3 separate regions of the Mus musculus genome follow, and all the other regions are linked to region 3. The links are chromatin contacts, called in public Micro-C and promoter capture Hi-C maps. All regions are on one chromosome and are shown on one strand. The core of a region is the stretch at or near the end of the contact, and the rest is flanking DNA. Distances in the headings are between cores, read along the strand shown. Region 1 holds the start of Barhl2 (BarH like homeobox 2). Region 2 holds the start of Zfp644 (zinc finger protein 644). Region 3 holds the start of Tgfbr3 (transforming growth factor, beta receptor III).

Region 1 (4,003 bases), core at 1,324-3,823, 830 kb after region 3:
TTTATCAAGGTCGAGAATAATTGATTTGTGCAGGGCCGTCAGTACTGGATTTTAAATGTTTCTTCCCCTTCCTCGCTTTCGAAAGCTGGCTGTGAATTGGGGCCCCCAGCTCGAGGAGCGCTTCATTTGGATTGTTTTGGGGGTGATGGAAACTCTAATCGATAACGGACCAGGAAGGAAGAGTAGCGTTTGCCGCACTCCAGGCACCCTTCCGCCCTTTCCGCAGGGGTCATCTGTGCCAGGGGCTCAGGGTGCCAACAATGTCTATCCGGGGCTTGGGAGTCTGAGATCAGTTGCCTCAGTAAAATCAGACCCCAGCCCGTGGTCGCAAGCTCTGAAGGGAAGACCAAGGCCTAACCTGGGAGGGTCTGCAGGGCTAGCACCCAGTTCTGGCGCCAAAGACTACTACTGTCTAAAGACTCTGAGGCGGCAGCCTAGACAGGCCCGTCGCCACCCGCGGGGGCGAGCCACGTGGCTATAGAGGGTTTCCTGGATCCCTCAGGCCACCAGCGTCTGCCTGCAGCACGTCTTGGCTTCGGCTCACCAACCGTAGTTCCGTGATAAATAAATGTCTGCTCGCCTAAGAAAGGAGAGTGCTATCTAGATGGTCTTGGTAGCCTCAGTACCTTTTCAGAGACAGGGGGACGATAAGTGACACCATGACGGTAGGAAACAGCTCAACACACTCTTGAAATAACGCGGGAGACACCCCCACCCCAACCCGGACCAAAGATCTAGATGTCCTTAGGATGAATCACCACCATCTTCCAGATCTGGGACTCACCCCGGAGGAAGGAAGATCTCAGGAGGTCATATGCCTCCGGGATACCTCTCAAGAGGGTCCTCAACCAGACAAGAAAAGAAAAGAAAAGAAAAGAAAAGAAAAGAAAAGAAAAGAAAAGAAAAGAAAAGAAAAGCAAGGCGACGTCCATAATCGCCACTAAACCCTGTCCTTTACTGACATCATTCTATACGGTCACGGAAACGATGCCAACCACGCAGATTCATAAGGTTCTTAAAAATGGTAATTTGGAGTAAAATGTAACTCAAAGAACTTTGAATCATTCATTAGCACCTTATAATTACTCTGCTAATTAGGTTGACACGGCACTTAATCAGGAGTAATACGCCGGCTTGTCACTGGCGCTTCCCATTACTCTGACATTCAACAAGAGACAGGTTGGAGACGTCCTGAAGAAAGAATGCAAGTTGATACCCTCCGACAAGGCGGCGTCACAGTCGCGTTCCAGGTCCCAAATGGATCGGCGGTGACTGTTTCCTTTCCAAAACCAAGGCCTGCCACAGTGGGGAGGGGATGGAAGCATTGGAGGGAGGAGCTGCGGGAGCTCAGGCTGCGGACCAGCCACCCAGTTCCCGCGGCCCCACAGCAGCCTGATGCCGCAGGGAACCACAGCTGCCCGCGCCGCTGGAGAACGCCTCGCCCGGGGTTTTTCCCGGTTCGGGAGAAAGTGCTTGGCCCGGCATTTCTTCCAGCACAGGCTCTGACTGGAGACAAAGCGGGATTTGGAGCCAAAGGCCCGATCCTTCCCGACAGGGGGGTCAAAGATGTAGCCCCCCAGCTCAGTGCCTCTCCTGGATCTGCTACCCGGTTGGACCGAGCTGGAGCGCACCGGCTCCTGTGGGGAGAGTAGAGCTCAGACGTTGCAGGCCCACGCGGAGCTCTGGCTCTGGTGTCACACACTTCCCCGTGGGGTCCCTCAGCACCTCTATCCCCTGCTCCTCGTGTTTCCGCTCTGCTCAAGCGTGCTTGGGAACCGTGCGAGCGGGGCTGCGCTGCAGGCCACCGGGAGCCGCAGGATCCTTTTGCCCTTCGCGGCCTCTCCACTCACCCTCCAATCTGACTTAGCACGGGCACATCTAACGATCCGTACTGCTTCCCCGCTTCCCGCCCGGGGGCTCCCTTCTCCAGTGCCCTTCTGGTCTCTCCCCATCTCCCTGGCCGGGTACTCGTTACAGTGGGTACCACTTGGACCCCTGGAGTAGGCGTTGGGCTCAGGGCTGCGGGCGCACCGAGGTTCGGTTCTCAAAAGAGCAGCGGGGTTCGAGGCGCGCTGCTGACGGGCTGGCCAGGAGCGCGCCCATTGGCTCCCGGCACGCCGGCGTCGCTGGCTGGCGCGCAGCGGCCAATGGGGCGCGGGGCCCGGGCGGCGGGGGCGCGGGCGGGGAGCGGCGGCGGGGGCCGTGACGTCACGGGAGGGGGTCGGCGCCGCCCGCGAGCCCGCGGATGACAAGCCAACGCGCGGGGCAGCGGCGGGAGTCGCCGGGCGCCGCCTGTCCGCGGTCTCCTGCGCCCGCGCTTGCTCCTTCGCTGCTTCTCCTCCTCCCGGGGCGGCGGCGGCCGCGTTCGCTCCGCAACTTTCCAACAAAGTTCAGAAACTCGGCTCCGGGACTGCCGGGTCACGCACGGCGGTCACCTCCGGGACCGCCCGGCCTTAGCGGTCGCTGCACCTGCTCCGGCCGCCGCCGCCGCCGCCCGGGATCGGGCAGTGGGCAGACCCAGGCGGCGGCGGTGGCGGTGCAGGTGGCGGCGGCGGGGTTGCTCCAGCGGCCAGCATCTTAGTCTCGGTGCTGCTCTCCGCTGCCACCGCCCACGTGCGCGGTGGTCCAGCGGAGCGGAGCACACCTTCCCGCTTGTGGCATTTGGGGGCTTTCCCCTCAAATTTTTTTCTCTTTACTTTTTGTATAAGGGGGAAAAGTTGAGTCGAAAGTGCCCACCAATTGTCACCTCCCATTATCCTTCATTCCCTCCCCACTTTTTTTTTTTTTTAAAGCAGTGTCAACGCTTTTTAGTGTCTATTTTGTTTTACGATCGGTAGTTTCCCTTGCTTGGTCCCGGCGGCGGCTGATCCGCGGAGTAGCGTGGACCTCATGTAGAAATGACAGCAATGGAAGGGGCCAGCGGGTCGAGTTTTGGAATAGACACTATTTTGTCCGGTGCCGGTTCCGGGAGCCCCGGCATGATGAACGGGGATTTCCGATCGCTCGGTGAAGCGAGGACAACGGATTTTAGGAGCCAGGCCACCCCGTCACCCTGTTCGGAGATTGATACCGTGGGAACGGCGCCCTCTTCACCGATCTCGGTCACCCTGGAACCCCCGGAGCCGCATCTTGTGACAGACGGACCCCAGCATCACCATCACCTCCACCACAGCCAACAGCCGCCGCCACCATCCGCGGTCCCCGCGCAAAGTTTGCAGCCTTCGCCCCAACAGCAACCGCCGCCGCAGCCGCAGTCAGCAGCCCAGCAGCTGGGCTCGGCCGCCGCGGCCCCCAGGACTTCCACCTCTTCCTTTTTAATTAAGGACATCTTGGGAGACAGCAAACCCCTGGCGGCTTGTGCACCCTACAGCACCAGCGTTTCTTCTCCTCATCACACCCCGAAGCAGGAGAGCAACGCGGCACACGAGAGCTTCAGGCCAAAGCTTGAGCAGGAGGACGGCAAAACCAAGCTGGACAAGAGAGAAGACCCCCAGAGCGACATCAAATGCCACGGTGAGTTGCGCCGGAGCTGCCCGGGTCACTTGAGTGACCGCCGAAGGAGAGGGGCCTAGGCGTGCGATTTAGCGACGCACCTTAAGTTCTGTTGGTTACATTTCTGCCCCACAACCTTTGCGGCCATCCGGCTCCGTTCTTTGTTTTACTTAATTTTAAATGTGCTGGAGGAAGGTGGTAACTGAAGAGATAGGATGGGAGACACTTTTCGTTGAAAACAGAGGCTTACTTGGGATTTTTTTTTTTTCTTCTTTTAGCTGAGACCTTGGGAATGGGAGTGGGAAGGGGTGGAGAGAAGCTGGTAGCCAGTTGTGGTTGTCTAGGTCTGTGATCACAACTTGATGTTTATTTTTGAATGCAATACCACCCCAGTATTTTCCAAATGCCCCCTCCATGTTTTCTAAATGCCGTCACAGGAATTGTCTGATTTAATGTTAGAAAAATTTCCAACATTATTACAGGAGCAATTCATTTTTACTAATTGATGATT
Region 2 (3,937 bases), core at 101-2,600, 590 kb after region 3:
CTTTGAGTTCTGCAGGTTAACAGACCTGGTGGGTCAGGAGACATGGCTCACTGGCCAAGAGTACCTTATGTGCTTGCTGGGGACTCAGGATCAGGTCCCTTGTGATATTTCCACATGATGGCCTGTCATTTGCAGCTCCAGTTTCAGGTCCTTCCTGAGGCTCATTTGGACTCTGTGGTACCAGGCATGAAGCATGCGGTGCACAGCCATACATTCAAGCAAAACCCAAACTCATGAGATGAGAATAAGTCTCTAAAGTGCATCTCCTCCAAGCAGTTGGCTGAAAATGGACACAGATTTATTTGTTGTGTATCTATCTATTCGTATATATGAAGGAAAGCTTTCATTTTGAAACAGCTCAACAGTCTAATCTCTCTTTGCCACTTTAGGTTGTAATGAACTTGAACAGGTGACAAGAATGCCTGACACACACACAGCATGAACTCTAGTTGTCAGCAGTTACTAGCAAGCGAAATAATTAGAGTGGATAGTGAAATGTTCGTTCTTTGGGATACATTTGCTGCTTCTGAAGGCACCGTTTTTCAGGAAAGATACTCCCATTCTTGACAAATAAATGTAATTATGGTGTATTCCTGTGAATGTTAATAATATCTCGAAGGCTTGGAGGTGCATAGTTCATGATTACTGCTTAACTACTAAAAAACGTTTTAAAGTTTTTCATGAGAAAAAGTTCAGCGAAACCAAAGAATTTAGTAAGGCAGGCCCATCAGAGTATTCTAGAACGTTTAGCTCACCTTCAACAGGTTAGGAACTTGTTGACTCGGTTCAAAAGCAAAGCGAATACCTCTAATTAGTGCGCTGCTTCCCTCAGAAGCCCATGGCTGAATGCTTGTTAAAAGGGAGATTTAGAAGACCCTCTGGGGAATCTATTGATTACCTGAAGAGTTAACCAGCATTTCTGACGTCTCTTTGCATGACTCCAATTTGGACAATCAAGGCATGTTCCTTAGTGCAGAATCTGCCCTTGCAGAGTCCAAGGAACCCAAATCCGGGCCTTCTTTTTGGGTGTCTTGTCTGGGTAACTGAATTTCTATACCTGATGCTTTTGCCACCTGGCCTGTTTAACATCATAAAACCTGTCTGTGCCAGTTCTCCAAGGTAGGCCTGATATATGTTGCTGGTTCTTTCAACAGCTGGAAAAGGGAACAGGTTTTTGGCAAACTAGCGATTGCAGACACCAGAGATGGGCCTATTCCACCTTAAAGGGCCTAGGCATTCCTGGTACTTGGGTCTTGCAGAGTTTGGTCGCCACCATATTTGGAGCGTGCCTACTTTGGGGCGGGAACCTCCTCCGGAGTGGTTAGGTCACCGCTGGGGGAGGTGACCTTGTTTGGTTTTGGCACGGGAGAGCAGCGGTGCAGCGTTGCTGCCGCCCCCCGTGGGTCTGATTGGCACGGGAGCTCCGGCGGCCCGAGAGCACGGGCGCGCCTCGCTGGCTTCCCCCGGCGGCCGGCGGCCAGGCAGAGGCGGGAAAGCCGCGCGCCTGCGCCGTGGGAACCGAGGCCGGAGGCGAGAAGCGGGGAGCGGAGGGGGCCGTTGGAGCCGAGTAGCGTACAGAGCGGCGTGTGACGCGGGGACGCCGCGCGCTCCCAACGTCGCCCCGGTTTGACGCACACGGCACCAAACTGTGAGTTTCGGGGGTCTTATTCGGTCGGATTAGCCCCGGCCCCGGCCGCGTTTCGGACGTCCGGGCTGAGGCGGTGGCGGGACTGAGGGTGGCGGAAGAAGTTGTGGGGGGACCCGGCCCGCGGCGCTCGGGCCCGGGGAGCTACGCCCTAGGCTGGCTCCCAACCCTCGGAAAGGACGCGTTTTGCCGCACAGGCTAAGATGGCGGCTGCTGCCGAGGAGGCGGAGTTGCTGCTGCACAAGGAGCCCGGGCCGCGGGGTCCGGGAGGCGGCGGTCGCGGGGGGCCGCGGAACCTTAGGTGAGCGGCGGCGGCCGCCGCGGGGCGGGACTCGGAGGCGGGCGCGCGGGGCGGGGGGTGCCTTTCCGCTGCGGCGGCGGCGGATCCGGTGGCGGACACAAAGGGGCCGAGCCGGGCTCTGGACTCGGGGGGTTTTGTTTAGTCACATGTAGCGGAGCAGCCAGTGAGCGGTAGGGGGAAGGGGGCCGAGACCCGGAGGTCCGGGGAGCCCTGCGGTCGCCATTGTAACTCCCCGAGTAACGGGGGCGGTCCGAGAGCAGTCAGGCGGCGCCCCGTGCGCGGCTAGGCTACTCTGTCCGGGCCTGTAGCCCCGGCCCTGGAGGTAACTGTCCACACCCCTCCCCTGACTTTGGGACCAGAGCGCATAGCCTTCCCCTTCTTCCCACTGGTCTGCAACATCTTGTGCCGCTAAGTGCCTGAGAAGTAACTCCAAGAGGTAAAAAAAAAAGAAAAAAAAAGAAAAAAAAACACTCGAAGTGTTTGGGTGGCCACGGGGCTTGGTGGGTATCTAGCTAAAGCTTTTTGCCTCTCCAGGTCTGATTCCCTGGCCTTTGTGTCCCTGGGAGCTTAATCTCTGCCAGAGGAAAGCAGGTGTGTGCTCCGTCCACTCCTCCCGAGAACATGAAGATGAGTTGTCCCAGACCCTTCCCCGTGATTGGAAACTTAGGTGGTTTCTTGTTGCGAGACTTCCACAGACGACTCTCGTGTTGGGATCCATCCATGGTTTAGCGACATTAGTGGAAAAGTTCTCTTCAACTGTTAAAATAATACTGACTTAAATGTAGTTGTTATAAAACTTTCGTATTAGCTTTCAAATTTTATGTGATAAAACTCAACGAGGGGATGCCCACGGCTTGTGGCCCTGAAATGATGTTGGTCCTGTTGTGTGCACAAGTTAATTTCCACAGAAGTATCCAAACACCATCACGTGTTGTGGCCAGTCCTGACTGATGCCAAGTTTACTGCATCTGGGAGATGTGTTGGATTTGCCTTAATCGTGTTGTAGTTTAGTTAATTTTGGCCCCACGAAGGAAAGTGTTTCAGAACCTAAACAACTAAAGTTCCCCAGATCAAGAAAACCTGCTTCAGGGCCATGTGTAAGTATCTAGGGAACTAGGTGTCAGCTATACAGCTGTACCTTATTTCCAGTAGGTTTGGTAAGAAAGAAATGGAGATTCTATATTGAAGTTATAATTCAGTGTAGACCTTTAAACTGGTGAAACCTGAGTGCTTGACTGGTACTAATGCAGTTTGTATGTTGCTGTTGAAAATATGGCTGTAAAAAGTTTTAAGTACTTTATATTGTGTTTGCATCATGCATTGTATTTCAAGTAATACTGAAGTGTGAATTCCAAAAGAGCTGGTGCCTTGTATGTGCCATTAATATAATCACATGAAGGAATATTACACCTTTAGATCTTTGAATTTTTTTTTTTTTCTTTTTTTTTTTTCTGAGACAGGGTTTCTCTGTATAGCCCTGGCTGTCCTGGAACTCACTTTGTAGTCCAGGCTGGCCTCGAACTCAGAAATCTGCCTGCCTCTGCCTCCCAAGTGCTGGAGTGCTGGGATCAAAGGCGTGCACCACCACCGCCCAGCTAGATCTTTAAACTTTTTAACATTACTTAAAACTTTAGTTTTCCTCGTTTCTTAGCTTTCTTTCAAATACAGAGAAGTTTTGTATTAGGAGGCAGGAGATATGCTAACAATCAGATGTGTCCCCTGGATCATACAGTATTAGAAAGGAAGATGGCCAAGAGCTACTGTTCTTACTCATGGCCTTAGCCCTGTAGTGAGCGAGTTAATGCTGGGATGGAAGACGGTCTCTAACTCCTACCCTAGTTCTAGTTTTGTTAGCACCTGGTAGTGGTTTTAAAAACAAGGGGCATTACTGAGCATACCCGTTAATTAAAGTGTCATTAGTGAGACCTTCTGAGACAATACATTTAATGTTATGTAATTTTTAGCAGTGCTGCTTATGTATATATTTTGAG
Region 3 (3,661 bases), core at 321-2,820:
AGTAACAGAGTATAGCTAGGATTGTTTATAGAGCTAGCGGTGTAATGCTGGTCGGTTTGGAATCTTTGCTGATCTTCGCTTCTCAGAGGGGCATAGCTGAGAGCTTCTCCTGACATTCCTGTTGGTCCCTGCTGCTGCTGAGGCTGAGGCCTGGCTGTTTCTGCTACGTAGTGCCACCGCTGTTGATTTGTGTTGACTATCCTGACTCTACTGAACTTCATATATCTGTGAAGTGTTTGCGAGTGGATCCAACTGTCTCTTCAAACCTGTGAACTGAACTACAGATTTCCAGACAACACAGATGGGAGTTGCTCCAAAGAACCTTTCTAAACAGGTCTACTTCCCCATATCCTTTGGTTTTTCCTACTTCTCTGGAGGGTGGTGGGCAAGAAGGGAGGTTAAAGTGTTTAAGAAACATCATTAAAAATAGGCTTTAAAAACTTAAAATTACAAAAGTCTAGCTGGGCTACTCATTTGTGCAAAGGTTCCCTGACGATCCAGCAGCTGTCAAGACTGGAAACTTGTCTTTGAACCAGACACTTCAGTCACTCCATCTGTTGTGGCACCTGTAGAGTTTCCCGTGAAGTAACTGGTGACAGAATTCCATGGATAAAGGTGCTTGCTGCCAACCCTGAAGAAATGCACCAAAGATGGATTCTTGGGCCCTACTTGAGGAAAGGGAGAAAGTTGTCTTCTGACCTCTACTCTGGCCAAGGCTGGTTCTGAACTTGTGATTCTTCTGCCGTACTTGGTTGTATGTGGTGCTGGGGCTCAAACTCAGGGCTCTGTGTATGCTGGGCAAATACATTACTACCGAGCTATAGCCCCAATGGGCAATTCACCTTTTAATAGAAAGTGAAGCGTAAACAGTGCCAGATTTGTGTTGGTGACTGAAGTAGCTGCATTCAACTCTTGCAAAGCACATTCATGCAGGCAGGACCCTGTGTGCTCGCCTATCCTGTGTTCAGAGGGCCGCGGGGAAACCGTAGGAATGGAATTCAGCAGCTGGAGAAGGCACTTTAATTCAGCAGCTGGAGAAGGCACTTTGAGCTAGGCTGTAGAAAGTAAGAGACCCTGACCACACCACAAGAGCATATCTTTAGATAACCGAAACTGGAGAAAAACCAAACTGGGGCAGAATGAATGTGTGCATGGGGCTTCGATGTGGGAATGGGTTTCTCTGAGATTTTTTTTAAAGGAATTTTTATATCAACAACCAGGAATCCAATAAAACTATCTTCTCCTAAGGCCCTGGTAGTTTGAAGGATCTAGGGAAAGGCAGCGAGTCTTCGCAGTGCGCGCCACATCCCGGGTACTCCACACTTCTTCCAGGCCGGGGATGCCCAGCTGTCATCCCATCTCGGGCCGAACCCCCCCCCCCCCCCCCCACACACACACACACCCGACTTCCTTTCTATCCTTACAGCTCCAGCCTTCTCTGCCCGAAGGGAAGCACAGGCTGGAGCAAGCTCTCTAGGCTCATCCATCAGCAGTGGAGGAGGAGGAGAGGAGGGGCAGGAGGAGGAGTTTCTAGGCGGCCGAGCCCCCGAGGCCCGCGGTGCCCTTCCCCCCTTTCGCTGATTGCTGTGGCTGCGCGCCCGACCCCGCCCGCGCGTGTGCGCGGCCGAGTTAGGGCGCCGCACGGGCCTGATGGGGGTGATCCAGGCTTTCGGGGACGCCGAGCGCCACTTTCCTCCTCCCTGGCAGTGAGAGAGAGAGAGAGGTGGAGAGGGAGAAGCGGGCTGCTGTCCTTCCAGGCCACTTTCGCTGCGCGATTCCGCGAGCTCCCGGCAGGAGGTGAAAGTCCCCGGCGGGGTCCGGATGGCGCAGTTGAACTGCGGCTGCTGAGCTCGCGGCCGCCTGCGCGCGCTGGGCGCGGGGACTCGTCTGGGCTACTCCCCCACCTCGCGTTGGACGACCGGTCCTGGACACACCGCTTGCGAGGTACGTGCGGTTTGGCGCCCTATCAGAGGCTGTGCACGCTGCGTAGTGCGGGTCGGTGCCTGCTTTGCGGGGTTGCTCTGGCCATCCAGGACCCCGAGGCTGGGACCTGGCTTTGGTCCCGCAGGGTTGACGCTGAGCGGAACCGGGATCCGCTGCGGTCCCGGGTGGGCAGCGCCGGGGAGGAGTTCCCCACACCCGCTTTCGCTCTTCCTCTCCACGGTTTCCTAGTCCCGTGCGGGGCTGCAGGCCACTGCGCTCCTGGCGCGTGACAGCGTGGGTGGGCACTCGACCATGATGGGTAGCAGAGGCCGCGGCCGCGGGACTCGCGCGCCAACGCCAGTCCTGGGTCCCCGCTGGCCGCGCCCTGGCTCGGGGAGTCAGTCCCGAAAACGCTGTGAAGGACGCTCCCGGGTTAACCTTGTGGCGCTCCCGCTGATGGTAGAGGCTCCCTACGATTTGTGAACTTGGTTGGGACAAACTTGAAACTCTTGGATGTTGCTAGAGGAATCCGCTTGTAGAGTTGGGCTTATTGGGGCATTTGTCCCACCTTCCCGCACCGGATAGGAGTGCAGACAGCTGGAGTGACAAGCCGCAAGTATCACGGCTTAGGTGTTGGTGCAAACAGTTGCCCTACTCGCTAACCGTGAACTGGGAGGACACGGTCCCCCAAGGTGGCTGTGCGGTTTGGAGGAGTGCACAGATGTTTCTGACTGGGACCGTGCGGAGCGCAGCACAGGTGTTAGCGCCTCGTGCTGCGCCCTGCTGTGACAGGAGAGCCGCGAGGATAGGCATCCCGTGAGTGTCAGACTGAGATAAAGAACCAGCCAATTTAAAATTTCTTCTTTCTTCGAAGAAGTGAGCGGTTTGGGAGGGTACCAACACGCAAAAAAACCCATATCGGGATCCTTTAATATCCAGGGAATGGCCCTTTAGATTGTAGCGGGTAATTTTAGGGAGAGCTCAGCAGGTCCTTTTGGGGTACTAAAACGGGAATATATTGATCCCTCCCTGTATGTCAGTATCTCCAGCAACTCCAGCTAGTTCCTGTCAGGGCTTAAAGACTACGTCAACTCTGGTTCAAAGTGATTTTAGTGGACCCATTTTACAGATCATATATGCTAGACTCCAGCAGCTAGAGGCAAAGTTACTTGTCCAAGGTCACATAGAGCTTTCTGTTACTTTTAACCCAAGAGCTGCCTCGGTCAGTCATGGCGGAAAGTGTGGTAAGATCCATGGGCCCTAAGTCCTTGGCCCTCTGTTCTCACCCAGCTTCCTGTCTGAGTTGAATACATCTTTTGAAACACAGATACAAATTATCTGTGATTAATTTAGAGGATCATATACGTATGTACTTTGCAGGAGCCAGAATCCAGCTTCTCTGAGTCTGGGTCCAAATAATTATAAATAGAACTCTGACTCGTGTTAATTTCAATCTTTATTCTTCATTACTTTTATTAATCCACCAGACATTGTTGATCAAGGCCGCTTGGCTTCCTTAGGAAACAGCTTGAGGCTGGCACAGGAGGCAGGGAAATAATTCTTACCCCCTGAAGGGCTATTAAAGACGACTTGATTTCATGCCATTGTCTCAGCAAGAGGATGTTGCTCTGTTTCTTGATGTTCTCTGCTTTTGGCTTTAATTCTGCATTGTTTAGCATTTCAAGGCTTAGGCATACTTTTTTCTCTTGACATTGTTGTCAGCTTTAAACGTCCCCTA

Evidence for each region. Hi-C and Micro-C count contacts between places; a contact is called where the count stands out from the background. Capture Hi-C pulls out chosen DNA fragments and counts their contacts.
Region 1: a contact with region 3 is called in a Micro-C map of embryonic stem cells, with 4 times the contacts expected there. The contact joins the promoter of Barhl2 here to the promoter of Tgfbr3 in region 3. A contact is called at or near these places in 2 of 39 promoter capture datasets (embryonic stem cells and stem cell-derived epiblast-like cells), 6 of 484 Hi-C or Micro-C datasets (all in embryonic stem cells), 4 of 115 datasets of contacts at active chromatin or transcription factors (all in embryonic stem cells) and 1 of 9 other capture datasets (embryonic stem cells).
Region 2: a promoter capture Hi-C map of liver shows a contact between it and region 3, with 2.5 times the contacts expected there. The contact joins the promoter of Zfp644 here to the promoter of Tgfbr3 in region 3. A contact is called at or near these places in 9 of 39 promoter capture datasets (the C10 cell line, cranial neural crest, embryonic stem cells and 4 more), 1 of 15 datasets of contacts at CTCF or cohesin (the NIH/3T3 cell line), 2 of 484 Hi-C or Micro-C datasets (Th1 cells and pre-B cells), 3 of 115 datasets of contacts at active chromatin or transcription factors (bone marrow-derived macrophages, large pre-B cells and pro-B cells) and 2 of 9 other capture datasets (adipose tissue and liver).

Annotation. Positions count from the first base shown.
Region 1 is chr5:106,456,736-106,460,738 of GRCm38.p6, reverse strand. It overlaps Barhl2 (BarH like homeobox 2), which reads left to right and starts at 2,573. Exons shown (of 3, transcript NM_001005477.1): 1 at 2,573-3,513. The coding sequence starts at 2,898. It overlaps Gm33151 (a long non-coding RNA gene), which reads right to left and starts at 2,147. Exons shown (of 2, transcript XR_389476.3): 1 at 1,851-2,147; 2 at 1,000-1,296.
Region 2 is chr5:106,694,243-106,698,179 of GRCm38.p6, reverse strand. It overlaps Zfp644 (zinc finger protein 644), which reads left to right and starts at 1,350. Exons shown (of 10, transcript NM_001363318.1): 1 at 1,350-1,648; 2 at 2,481-2,537.
Region 3 is chr5:107,287,538-107,291,198 of GRCm38.p6, reverse strand. Tgfbr3 (transforming growth factor, beta receptor III) reads left to right here and starts at 1,570. Exons shown (of 17, transcript NM_011578.4): 1 at 1,570-1,944.